Linked DNA regions of Cyprinus carpio: region 2 is linked to region 1. The links are chromatin contacts, called in public Hi-C maps. All regions are on one chromosome and are shown on one strand. The core of a region is the stretch at or near the end of the contact, and the rest is flanking DNA. Distances in the headings are between cores, read along the strand shown.

Region 1 (6,119 bases), core at 290-2,789:
CACTTCTGGCCGTGCTCCTGCTGTTACCAGTTCATCAGTGGATGACTTTGAAGAACTGTTAGGTGAATTTACTGATGACCGGCTTGAGGATGACTTGGAATTGGATTCGGGCAAAGGAGAGGACGACCTTCTTTTAGAACTCTCAGAGATGATTGACAGTTAGACAAGAGCGACGTCATCCCTTTACTTTACAAAAACACTGCCACTTTGAATTTGAAAGGACTGTGACATCATTTAACCCACTGCATTTTAAATTAAGACTTATATTTTCAAACTCTAATAAATCTGTTTTAATGTTCCTTTTTACTTTTTTTTTTTTTTCTTGTTGATGTTAATATGATTTCTTTCTCAAATAGTTTTATTTTAGTTGACTTCTTAAAACTGTCAAAAAAAGGGAAAAATCTTATTTGGCTGTTGCAGGTATTAACAAGCCATTATAAGACAGCCTCAGGTATAATGATTGTGTTGGAAGTTGTGTTATAGCACTATCCCTCATTATGTGTTACAGAGACAGGAAGTTTTCAGTTGTGTACTGTGTATGCTGAAAAAATTATTTTTATTAGAGCGGCACATCAAGGCCACACCTTACTTAGTCTTCATTTTGAGTCATGTGTATTTATGATCCATTAAATGTTCTTTGGCCGTCATTATCAACATTGTTTGAAAAGGTCATTTCGCTCACCTTTGATTTAGTATCGACAAATTTTTTTTATGGTATTATGGTTTAACGTTCTGGCAGATAGCTGAAGGGCATGGTTTCCTTTTTCATTTCTTCATAATTTCTGTCACAAATTTCATGCTAAAAGAAATTCCCTTGAGGACCATCTACACCTTTTCAGCTTGAGAAATTAATATCACATAATTTTAGCAGGGAAGTTCCTTCTCAGACTTCTGAATGCATAAATATGAAGCAGTGCTCTCAGGGAAATACTTCAGCTTTGCTTACCTGTATCTTTTGTGTTTTCTTTGGAAATGTCCTGCACACCCATGTCTCCTCATCTTTGTTTTTACTCACCTTAACTCAGTGACATCATGCATTGAGGGTATGTAACGTGAGCGTTATTTGTGCTGCGACGCTGCCTGCACTTGAGTTGCACCTCTTCAAAATCATCTATGTAAATAAAAAGTCTTTATGAGAAAATACTAGTTTCAGTTTTTAACATGGTTAACCAAGCTTTGCTATGCATTGTAGTTTTAAATTTTTTTGTGTTTCAGACCGCATAATATATTTTAATGTTTTATTTTGTGTGTTTAAATATATTAACTTTTTTTCCCCAGGTTTATTTATTTCCACAATATGAGAACAGTACAAAAAGCCTTTGTATGCTTCACAATACTCCAAAATTTAGAAATACAAAAGTATAGTAATAGTCTGTATTAATACTTTATTTTACCTTGGTTTTGGTTTGGTTGGTTTGTCATTGGAAGCCTCGAAATGTATAATTATGTATTTCTTCAATTTTTAGAAAAAGAGAAGCGCTATTAAACCCCAAGCCAGCAGGTGGCAGTAAACATGTAACACCTGCATCACTGACATCCTGACCGAAAAAAAAAACAGGAAAAAGACAACTGCGTATTATCGCGACTGAAAACTGCTACACAAACGCTCGTCTTCTGCTGTTGTCATTCTTCCACACAAATAGACAACCATAAACCGAGGATTAAGGCTTTTATAAGCCTTGGAGTTCTCCTCAAGTTCTGATTCAATAGCTGGGATGCATAATTTCCCTCTAAATTTTAGCTTGTTTAATGGCAGGTATTGGAAATTTCACAGTAAAAAGGAAGAGATATATATTAGACATAGAAGTGCAATAAGCAACCGGAGAAGATTATTCACGCGGTCGTAAGAATCTGCAAGGGAGGCTTATTTATTTATATTTTTATTTTTACATTTGAAGATAATAGAGAGCCGTTTGTTGTCGAAATTGATAGATTTTTAAAGGGGCTTCTGTAGGAGACATCGAGGTTAGTGGTTATTCGGTTATAACCCAGTATTGGCTAGTTGTTTATTATTGATAATTTTCTGTTTGTGCCGTTTATTCTCCAAACTAACGCGCTATAAACATTGTTTTGGTTTGGTGTAACGGCAGAATAACTGGCCGATGGTTGTTTATCAAAGAGACTGACATCTAGGGCCGGTAAAGAGTCATTGCAGTTCTGTCAATAAATATATAATATAGTTGAATAAACCATGAAGCTCCTGGAAAACTCAAGTTTTGAGGCCATAAACAGTCTGCTCACAATTGAAACAGGAGACTGTAAGATAATTGGACGGTAAGTGCTCAGTGCTTGTTTTCATAAGATAAAATTAAGACATTCATATCTGAACACTATCAGATCACATAAAGAGGAAAGAACGTGTTATTCACACTGTTCTGGTGTTATGTGCAGTGTTTTTGTTTGTTTTTCTCAATGTGACTACTGACACTGTTGTGATGTTTCTGTAGTATTGAGAGCTACTCCTGTAAGATGGCCGGTGATGACAAACAAATGTTTAAGCAGTTTTGTCAGGAAGGGCAGCCGCACGTGCTGGAGGCTCTGTCTCCTCCGCAGAGCTCAGGAATCAGCCCCAACAAGTAAGTCAAAGACACTGTCATCAACCCCCTTACATAAACACAGCACAAATATCTTCCAGCAGGTCATTGCACATTCACTGAAATATGTTTTATTTTCAGACTGAGTCAGAGTTTGGATGATGGGGAGGGTCCACTTTCTGACAAGTGCAGCAGAAAGACGCTCTTTTACCTGATTGCCACTCTCAATGAATCCTTCCGGCCGGACTACGACTTCAGTCGCACCAGAGGCCACGATTTCAGCAAGGAGCCCAGTGTTAACTGGGTAATTTTGACATATAATGGTTACAATTTCTGAAACAACATATGCACTAATTTAACACAATGTTAACTAGCAATTGACGGTAAAAATGTAAATAAATTATACTTATTCTTATTATTAATAATAAGAATTTCTGGGACCCAGATGATAAGTGGTTTGGAGAATAGATATATAAATAAAATATACATATATATAATAATAATTATTATAAGCTATTTTAAACTATTTTAAAACCCAGGTTTATTAACTGGTTCATGATTTCCACAGGTGTTTAATGCAGTGAACAGCAGTTTGTCTGCTGCTGCTGGGGAGGCCTACAGTCACCTACAGCCTCAGTTATGGGAGGCCCTAGACAAGGAGATCAGTCTTGCTGAATCTTATAAATAAAAATATAAATAATCATTCTAAAAAAAAATACATTAATGCCTGCCTAGAATTCGCTGAATCCTTTTGATTTTGAATAGTTCTGGTCCTAGTGATTTTGAATTTATTAAGCATGCTTTTAAAAAGTTCTGATTGCATTCTGTGACAGCTACAATCCAGACCTGGATTCAGACCCTTATGGGGAAGAAGGCAACCTGTGGTCCTTCAACTACTTCTTTTATAACAAAAGACTGAAGAGGATTGTGTTCTTTACATGCCGTTCTGTCAGGTGAGGATCTGTAGGTCAGGGAGAAAGCAATTCAGCATCAACATATAAAGATGAAAAAACATATAAAACAATCTTTTTTAATGATAGAGATAATGACTTTATTAAAGATTGCGTATTATGTTTGGGTGGAAGAATACTTTTTATAATGTATTATTATACTTTACTTTTTATAATTTTTATAATGTATATTATGTTAGTTTATAATGTAAAAAAGATTTCAGCATCAATTAAAAAATAAATACATACATATATAACAAAACACTTATTTTATATTGTTGTGATATTTCATAGTATTAATTTTTCATTAGAGCATTTTTGATCAAATAAATGCAGCCTTAGTGAACATAACAGGCTTCTTTAAAAAAAAAAAAATCTTACTGACCTTTTGAATGGAAGTCTATTTATACGATATATTTTACATTATTATAATTAATATTGTTATTATGAAATATCTTATAAAAAATCAGCAGGTACAACTTTTTGTATTTGTGGTCCTTTAGTCTTTTCATGGCTCCACGAGACTCTGGCATCGGCACTGAACTGGATCTGGAGTTGGATGAAGGCAGCTATGAGGAAGAGGAAGAGGGAAACATGGATGAAGAGAGGTGAGGAACTAAACGGACTGCACCCTTATTATTTGTCAGCACTTCTCCAGGAAGTACTGCATTGCGAACACCCACACATGCTTTATCGTCATTCAGATGTGACAGAAAAATGACATAAACCACATAAATCATGTGGTTTCAGTGTATTTGCTAGTGGAGGGCCAACAGTCAGCCAGACGCATCATTGCAGTGTAACTGCAAACAATGACTCTGATATTACTAGCCTGACAAGCAGTGGCTGGTGTCCTTGCAGTCAGTGATGGATTGATGGCTCTTTCCACAGGTATGGTGCACTGTTTGCCTGATGAAGCCCTCGTCCCTGTCCTTTGAAGCCAGCATCCCTTGCCTGAGTTTTAATGCCTGTTATCCTTTTGTTTCTTATGTGTTCATTTTATATACTGTTGGTCATTTCTTAGAAATGGAGAGGTGTTGTAATCCAGAGATGTTCAAGTGCTATTCATTGCACTTTAACATTTTCCTTTACTTTTCGGTGTACTTTCCATTGCATTATTTTAATTTTCCTCTGTGATAATGTGTCGCGATATTTTTATGGTCATTTTTTTTTAATTTCCAAAGAGGTCACTTTTTGTTGTATCCGAGTGCAAGTTACCCAAACCTCATTTATTTATTCATGTTCATTATTTACACTTATTTTCTTGGCTCCATGAACTTCACAGCAGTATTTCCACTAGGTGGCATCCTTCAACATCTTTGTCACTTGTCCTCTGGTCATTTTTGACTGTTTATTTTACTGCTTGACCTTTTTGAGATGTCACAGTTAACATTTAAAATTGAGTTTCCATATTTGTTAGGCTTACACATGCTCATAACTTATATTTTTGTTATTATATCAGCATCCCAACCCCAACATAGTTTTGTTTTGTAGGACTTAAAACATTTTCCTGTAACTTTATTGCCTCAGGAAAAATGATATTTAAACAGATATCAGCATAAACGTCACCTGGTAGGTAGATTTATTGGTGTCTTGACATACAAGTCAACTTCCCTTTTTAGTTTTTTAGCTCCCAATGCTAATAAAAATGTAAAAGGAAAACCACGATGGGTCTGTAAAGTTTACTTTTATTTGTTTTAACTTTGATTTGTTATTACTGTTTCTTATTTGGATTTGTAACATTTGTGAGGTGTATAACGTTAAGTAAACATTGTACTTCGGCTTTCTTTCATGAAGACCTGTTTGTGGTGACTTGTTTTCCATTGTCTGACAACACATTTGACTAAAATTACTCTTTATATTCTTTGCAGATGTGTTTATAGCTGTAGATCTAACATGGTTCTGTGCAAGGATATTGATATCCATAAACTTTGATTGGGTGGCTGTTACTGAACTTTATTGTCCATTTGACATCATATAGTTTGATACTGAAAGAATTTGATCAGATTCAGTGCGGTTGCTTAGTCTTTCTACTCTGGCTTGAATTACACTTACAATGTCTGCTATAGATCATATTGTCCACTGTTATATGTTGGAGGACCTCTTAAAGATCTGGCCATATGTGAAGTCGCAATCTTAATTTCTTTTGTTTAAGATTTGATTCTGACCAATGTATGTAATTTCGAGCACTTTTATGTATTACAGAGTTGCACCAGTATAAGAAAAGAATATGAGCAGAGAAATGTAAGATCACTTTTGGTGTTAATTTCATAGATTATTTCTACAAATGTTTTTAAAGTAATAGTCCTACAAACAAACAAACAAGAAAACAAGGACGAGCACCATTGGATGCAGATTTATGCATTTATGATACATTAACACTTCCTTCTTGGCAGCTTAACATATTTTTATGAATATTCTTTTAAATAGCATATTTGTTATTTTCAAAATGTTGTGTCAAATAAATATCTACTGACTTAATGTGCACTGATTTCGATATTTACTTGAGAAAACATTTTTGTTACAAAACTGTGCTGGGATCAGTAAGTACTGCTGACAATTGTGAGATTTTTGTGCTAAATGCGAATATTTTAATATTATTAAGCAAGCCATATCTGATAATGAATCATTAATA
Region 2 (6,773 bases), core at 2,502-5,001, 36 kb after region 1:
CCTATCATTAGACAAGAGAGTCATTTGGTAATGTCTGTCTGCTATATTTTCATCACAGACCCATCTGTGGAGCAGTACAGAGATAGTAACTCACCGTGCTTTCCTATCCATCACTAGCTATGTTTACATGCACCCAAATAATCCATTTATTTTCAGATTGATGACTCAATTGGACTGAAATGCCTTCATGAAATGCCTTCAACTGATTCAATGGAGCTTGATCCGAATGAAAAATATACCTCAAAAATATCTTGCACACAATTGCAGTCCTGTGGTTTGTATGTTTACCTGCACTTTACATTATATGAAAGTGTGTATGTTTATTTACTGCTACAAACTGATCAGTGGATGACTGAATATGTACCAAATATTTGATAAAAAAAAAAAAAAAGTTCTTTTGAAATAAAGTCATCAAGGCAAAAACTATTAATATACTTGTGGTAGCTCTGCTGACATTATCACTTTGGATTTCTCTGTTTCTGAACATGGCAATACACTGAAAAAAATTTGGTATAGTCAGAAATTTCTAGTAAATTTTACAATTCATTACAAAGAAACTAAAGGGAATTAAAGAGTAAATTCACTCATTTTCAACCAGTATGGTTACATTGTTAGTATCAATCAGTCAATCGATCAATCAGTGCATTATGGGTGTTTAAGTTGTCCTACCTTTTTGCCACAGCCCTTTTCTCTGCTTTCTCTAGCCATGTAGCAGAGATGCATTTATACTGCATAGACAGCCAATTATTTTTTCTTCTTGTCAGCATTCATTTAAACCTTTAAATGTAAAATTTTGAAGTAGAAAAACTGTATTAGTATTTTCTTGTAAAATGTAATCCAAGGACCTTTGAAAAATCACTTTAACAGTGTACATTTGGGGTTAATATAAATAACTTTCAAAATCTGAAATCGAATTGTCTTTATTCCGATTGTCAAAATATTAGTGCATGTAAAATATACCTACTGTTACCACTGCAGGAAGGCATCTGTTTTCCAAGACAAGATTTATTAATTTGACTTTGCTTGATGGTCCTCCCACATAAGACATCATGTTCCCTTCATTAGGCTATTATCTCAATTAGCGTACACAGTACGTTCTTCACAGGGTGTTCCCTTTGAAGGACTATCTTTAGGTTGCTGTTTGTTCTGGAGATAAACACAATTCAATTTCCTTGTTCCTCTGGCAAAGACAGAGAAAATGACGAAGAGCGGCTTTCACTGGAGCTATTGTTGAAAATGTGCAAATGTGAGGTGGTTGGGGGAAGATGGAGGGGTGCGATTGGGGGGAACAGGTTGGGAAGAAGATGGAGTTGGTTAAGTTGGTTTGGGTGGGGTGCTTTATTCTCTGTGGTGTCCCCTGTAACCTGAACACCACCTCAGTTCTGCAGACCACACGCACCCTCCATAGTGTTCACACAATACGTGAGTGTCCTGCATGCTTACAAAGCCATCTTTGTCATGGCCCATTGAGTCAGGATTGCCTAAGACTCTGTCCTTCCCTATCCTTTTTATGCCCCAATGCAACAGTCACATTTCCCTGTCGCTGTCATGCTGTTGTGTCCTTTTCATTTGATGTTCTTGCTCCCAAGTTCCTCCCGTGTTTGTGGATCTAGCCTTTGTCTGCACTCATTCAACTGTCTGACATAATCCATAAAGCATGATTTATTAAGTTTTAAACTTTCAGTTTTAACAAATGTGACTGTATTCTCCTGTTCGTTGTCACAGGGCTGTATAAAGCATTCATCCTGTCATTTTGAGATACAAAACAACATTATTATATGCTCGCCTTTAATGTATATAGCATTTGGGGAATAACTGGTGAGTGAGGTCATGATTTGTATTTCCTTCTTTAGTGTGGGACCATGCCAGAAGCGTTAAGTCTCTCACTGAGAAACAATCAGCAAACTATTTGTGGTCAACCGAAACACAGCCCTTGGCCTGCTGGAGAAATTTCCACATGCACAAACACTATTGTGTAATGTGCACATACTGCAGCTTTGTAGACAGGCTCTCGTTTATTCCATAGAACATAAACAGCACTTATAAAGAGCTGCAGGTAATGAAATCTAATCTGTTATAATGGGTTGTTTCTTTTAAAATACTAATTTCTAAACATGATTATGGAATGCACATAATGGAACATTTTGTGCAAGTTAATTTTGATATTTTTAAACAACCTTTGATTTTTTTATATTATCACCCTGCTTTCTTTCTCTTTAAAAAAAAAGAAAAACATGAAGTACCTGAAATATTTTCAATATATTACTTTTTTACCCTCCAGTGTAACTTAATGGGATGTGTGTGTGTGTGTGTGAGAGAGAGAAAGAGAGTGAGAGAGAGAGAGAGAGAGAGAGTGAGAGAGAGAGAGAGAAGAGAGTGAGAGAGAAAGAGAGAGAAAGAGAGAGAGAGTTTGTGTGTGTGTGTGTGTGTGTGTGTGTGTGTGTGTGTGTGTGTGTGTGTGTGTGTGTGTGTGTGTGTGTGTGTGTGTGTGTGTGTGTGTGTGTGTGTTATCCCCTCCCATGGGAAAATTGCTAATCCTTTTGCTTAGAAAAATGATAACACATCTCTCCTCATAATTTGAAGTGTCTTTCATGTCTGTGGCATAAATGGTGAAGGATGATTTATGCTTTTCTTAGTGTTGGGGTTAGTTTTGATCCTTAAGCATGCGCAATAGTAATGCTTACTTAAGCATGCACAGCTAATAATTACACAAAAATTTGAAATAAAGAACATTTTATACCTGATCCAATTTAAATAATTAACTTTTCTGTTTTGTCATTTAGCTAACGTAAATTTAATGAAAATTATAATGTTGTTATTTAAGGTATTGATCTCAGACATTTATGTGTATACTACAATTAAGTCCAATTCTTTTTTTTTTTCAAAATCTCTCACAACAGGAAAAACAGACACTTTGGAGAAGGAGATAAGTAGAGATGCACCGATATATTGGCCAATAATCACTTTATATCGCTTTAATGAGCATCTGGCCAAAATTAATTAATGTTAATTTAGCTGTATGATTCTATTATCTTGAACTGTTCATTTGTGAAATGAACATTACTTGGACACATGTACTTTTTTTTTCTTTGTTTGTTTCTACAGATATGGACACAGAGACTTTAGCTCTTTTAGCTCACTCAAAACCCATAAGACTTTGGCTGATCTTTGAAACACAAATTAAGATATTTTTAATGAAAATCTGTGATATAATCATTTGGTTGAAAGTAAATTTTTAGCTTCAGTTGATTAAATATATAGTGTATACACTATAGATTATACCACAGGACTCTGCCGTCTCTGTTTAAAATTTTATGTCAATTACCCACTTGATATGTGGTGAGTCAGCATAATGCATGTGTATTTATGAGGGCTGGTGTGACATGGGATGTCTTAAGTTGGGAATGCCACCAGGTTTGTTGCTCATGGAAAATAGTATTGGAAGGTGTGTATTCAAGGCAATGTCCAGATGTTATTTTTAAGTAATTTATTTATTTATTTTGCATGTGCGTGTGAAAGGGCTAGTGGAGATGAATGTGTCCATATGTTCTTTTTGTTGCATATGTGCATTCCAAAGGTGCTTTTGATCTTGTGAATGTGAATACGTGTGTATTTATACTGTACCTCTGCAGAGCCTGCTGATTTCTCAACATCCTCTCAGGTCATGTGAAATGTGAGCAGAACAGAGCACAGGATGTACAGCTCTGGCCCTCAGCGTGCAGTCAGAGCACACACACTCCCTCACTCCCTCACTCACTCATTTACATGCTCGCTCACTCATTTTTGTTTCCACCATCCCTCCCACTCTCTCTTCGCCTCTGCCTGTGCCACTGCACTGCTACACATAACATAATGGGCCTATTATTGTGCCTTTTTGTTTAAGTGTGACTTCAGCACATTCAGGCCTGACACGGAGAGTGTTTGTGTTGGGACATCATGTTGAAATTGCATCTGTACACACCTGTATGAGGAAGAGAGTGACAAAGAAGGTATTTCCTGTTATGCAGTAACCGCTATACACAAAGGTCACCTACTCATTGGCCCAGCCACAAAATTAAGTTCATCTTGATATATTTTTTTTTAAATAACCTTTGAGTGATCTCTGTAATTTTATAATAAAGTTTTTAAGGAAACACAAAGAAACACCTGGAATATTTGTAGAATTTTTTTCTTGTTTTGTTTTATTTAAAAATATTTAATATAATTATTTAAAATATTTAAAGTGATTTAAAATAAATACTTGTCCTATAAATGCAGATCTGTATTTTAATTTGCATATACAATTATTTTATTAGTTTAGTTTCGTTCTTATGTCAGTTTGATCTAGTAATAAGTAATTAATTTTTGGTTAATATTGAATAAGTGAATAACTTAAGGACAGACAAAAATCAAAATCGTGTAGACTGTTTTTATGGTTCTTTAAATTCCACTTTATTGCTCAAAACCTTAGTCCCCATTCACTTTGCATTATGAACAATCTAGGAAACGTCTTCTTTTGCTTTCCATGTAAAAAAGAATATATATTTTTTATTAAATTTTTATTTAATGACATTTTATTATCACAAGACCATGTGTGCTAGTCAAAGCCCTGATGTAGCTGTTACTGCAGAGTAGAACATTAATCTCAGACCAGCGGAAACAAACTCATCGTGATTACAGGGTGATGATCCACTGAGTTCCGTAGATACACAATAACCTCCCTCCTTTACCCTAGAGAGACTCAACCCTCATCCACAGGAGCTTTTTTGCTTATAAGTGAGCTACTTCCTGACAGGAGCGGTTGGGCTTTAGCAGGATGCAGGATGTGGTGGGGGCCGTGGTGAGGGGTGTGTGTTCAATTGTTGTTGTTGTTGTTGTTGTTGTGTGTGTGTGTGTGTGTGTGTGTGTGTGTGTGTGTGTGTTATGTGTGTGTGTGTGTGTGTGTGTGTGTGTGTGTGTGTGTGTGTTATAAGAAGCAGCTCTGAGGCTTCTCTGTTCACATGGGAAGTCAGTGGGGAAAATGAGCATCCACAGTTCAACTCAATACTGACCCCTTCAAATGAATCACTCTCATTTCCCTCTCATTACAAAAGGCTTCAGCAGACCCTCAGGATCAGGGCTGTGTGCAGAGCAGACACTTTCTAGTGTTTTTTTTTTTTTTTAGACAAATCCCCAAGGCAGTTATATTTGTAAAAATGATTTTGAAGCACTTTATATGCTATAAAATATATAAAAGCCTTTAAATGTGTCCTGTTAATCTTGGTTTTGTCCTGTTAATCCTGAATTTGAATGGATTTTATAGTGGGCATGTGACCCACATCACCTACAACCTTTTGCATTAAATTATTTGATAATGAAAATATGCTAGGATTGACATTATCATGCGCTTGTTATCATGCATTTACTGCCATCTTGTGGTTAAAAAAGAAAACAGTGGTCTCTTTAAATGGCCTTGCATCCCTTCAGTAGCCTATGGACACGTATACAATATAGATTTTAATTTATTTTCTTGTCAAATTATTTGTTTATTTATTATTATTATTATTATTTAAATAACGTTTAAAGTAAAATTTGAAAAAAAAGTTTTTGCTGCTTAAATCTCAATGCAGTTGGAAAGTTATTGTTCTTAATCATTCTTTATTTCTTTAAGACCCTTGGTAGCATATCCTTTTAGGTTTAATATGGTATTTGACAATTTCACAAACTACTGATAAACACTTTGCATGACACAAACACACAGAAGCCATTAATGCTATTTAAAAGCATCAAATGTATCTAAACATTTCCATTGTCAATCCTTAACTCTTCTGTCCAATTTACCATGGATATTTATTTGATAATGATTACAAATATTTTAAATAAACTCGGACTTTTAAAGGCCAATATTCTGTCTTAGATTCCTGCGTTATGTAGTGATTAGTTAAATTTACATAATATTGAAGGCTTTATTCTGTTGTGTGCCACCTGAACGAGAAAAAAAAGCGTTATGGACCGGCGCTACATTCTTAGCTGCTCTCGTATCCTTCCGCCTCCACGTGAAGTTGGCTCCGTGTTGTAGGACTACATTTTTAAGAATTTTATGGTGAGAAAAAAACATTTTGATAAATGACTACAGTTTTAAGAGTCCCCATTTAAAGCAAGAAAACTAAAACATCGGTCGTAACCGACGACAAATAGCAAGAAAAGTGAGGAATGGAGGAATAGGCCTACATGTTATATTGTAAATAGCTAAATACGTCATCTTAATTGACCATAGAAAACTTGGGTTGTAATATTTCTGGATTGGATTTGTCGTATTGCTAGTATTTATTTTTTTATTATTTATTTAGTAAGAAGTAAGTATTATTTACCTGACTTATTGTGCTTTAATGACTGCAAAGTACATTGTTCTTTGAAATATAGGCTACATGTCCTTTTATAATTCGTATAAAAACAGAAATTATTTACAAGCCAGCTATGCATACATTACGAAGTCCTCGTGAGGGCACTGTTCCCACAGCATCTGGGATGTCAGGCATCCGCACATACAGTATGCTCCTCTCAGCATCAGGGTCATCTACGTTTGCATCTGCAGTCCACAGGCACGCATCGCATGGAATTAACACAAATTGAATCTATAAAAGTTCAGGTAAGGATCACAAATATAAGCTACTTGTATATGACCTGACATGCAGTTCAATTCACGGTGTAACTCAACTGAGAAAGCCACAAGTTAACTTGATAATGTGGTATGCGGTAAGGTTTTATACATTAAACCATCAGTGAGGTAAATGATATGGTCACTGGTGAGGGGA

The links. A called contact is a pair of places that touch in the nucleus more often than the background predicts.
Region 2: a contact with region 1 is called in a Hi-C map of red blood cells, with 2.4 times the contacts expected there. The contact joins the enhancer-like site here to the promoter of LOC109110011 in region 1. A contact is called at or near these places in 8 of 8 Hi-C or Micro-C datasets (liver, red blood cells and skeletal muscle).

Annotation. Positions count from the first base shown.
Region 1 is chrA11:13,787,510-13,793,628 of ASM1834038v1, forward strand. It overlaps LOC109110011 (repressor of RNA polymerase III transcription MAF1 homolog), which reads left to right and starts at 1,540. Exons shown (of 7, transcript XM_042766353.1): 1 at 1,540-2,274; 2 at 2,448-2,576; 3 at 2,676-2,838; 4 at 3,103-3,199; 5 at 3,346-3,487; 6 at 3,988-4,092; 7 at 4,376-5,965. The coding sequence starts at 2,192. The coding sequence ends at 4,397. LOC109110014 (zinc finger CCCH domain-containing protein 11A-like) reads left to right here. Exons shown (of 17, transcript XM_042766351.1): 17 at 1-1,141. The coding sequence ends at 163.
Region 2 is chrA11:13,821,675-13,828,447 of ASM1834038v1, forward strand. No RefSeq gene overlaps it. Among protein-coding and RNA genes, the nearest start is that of LOC122146604, 6.2 kb to the right of the region's middle. Within about 2 kb of position 3,752, at least 1 of the 8 cell types and tissues checked has an H3K27ac peak or open chromatin away from gene starts, as enhancers often do.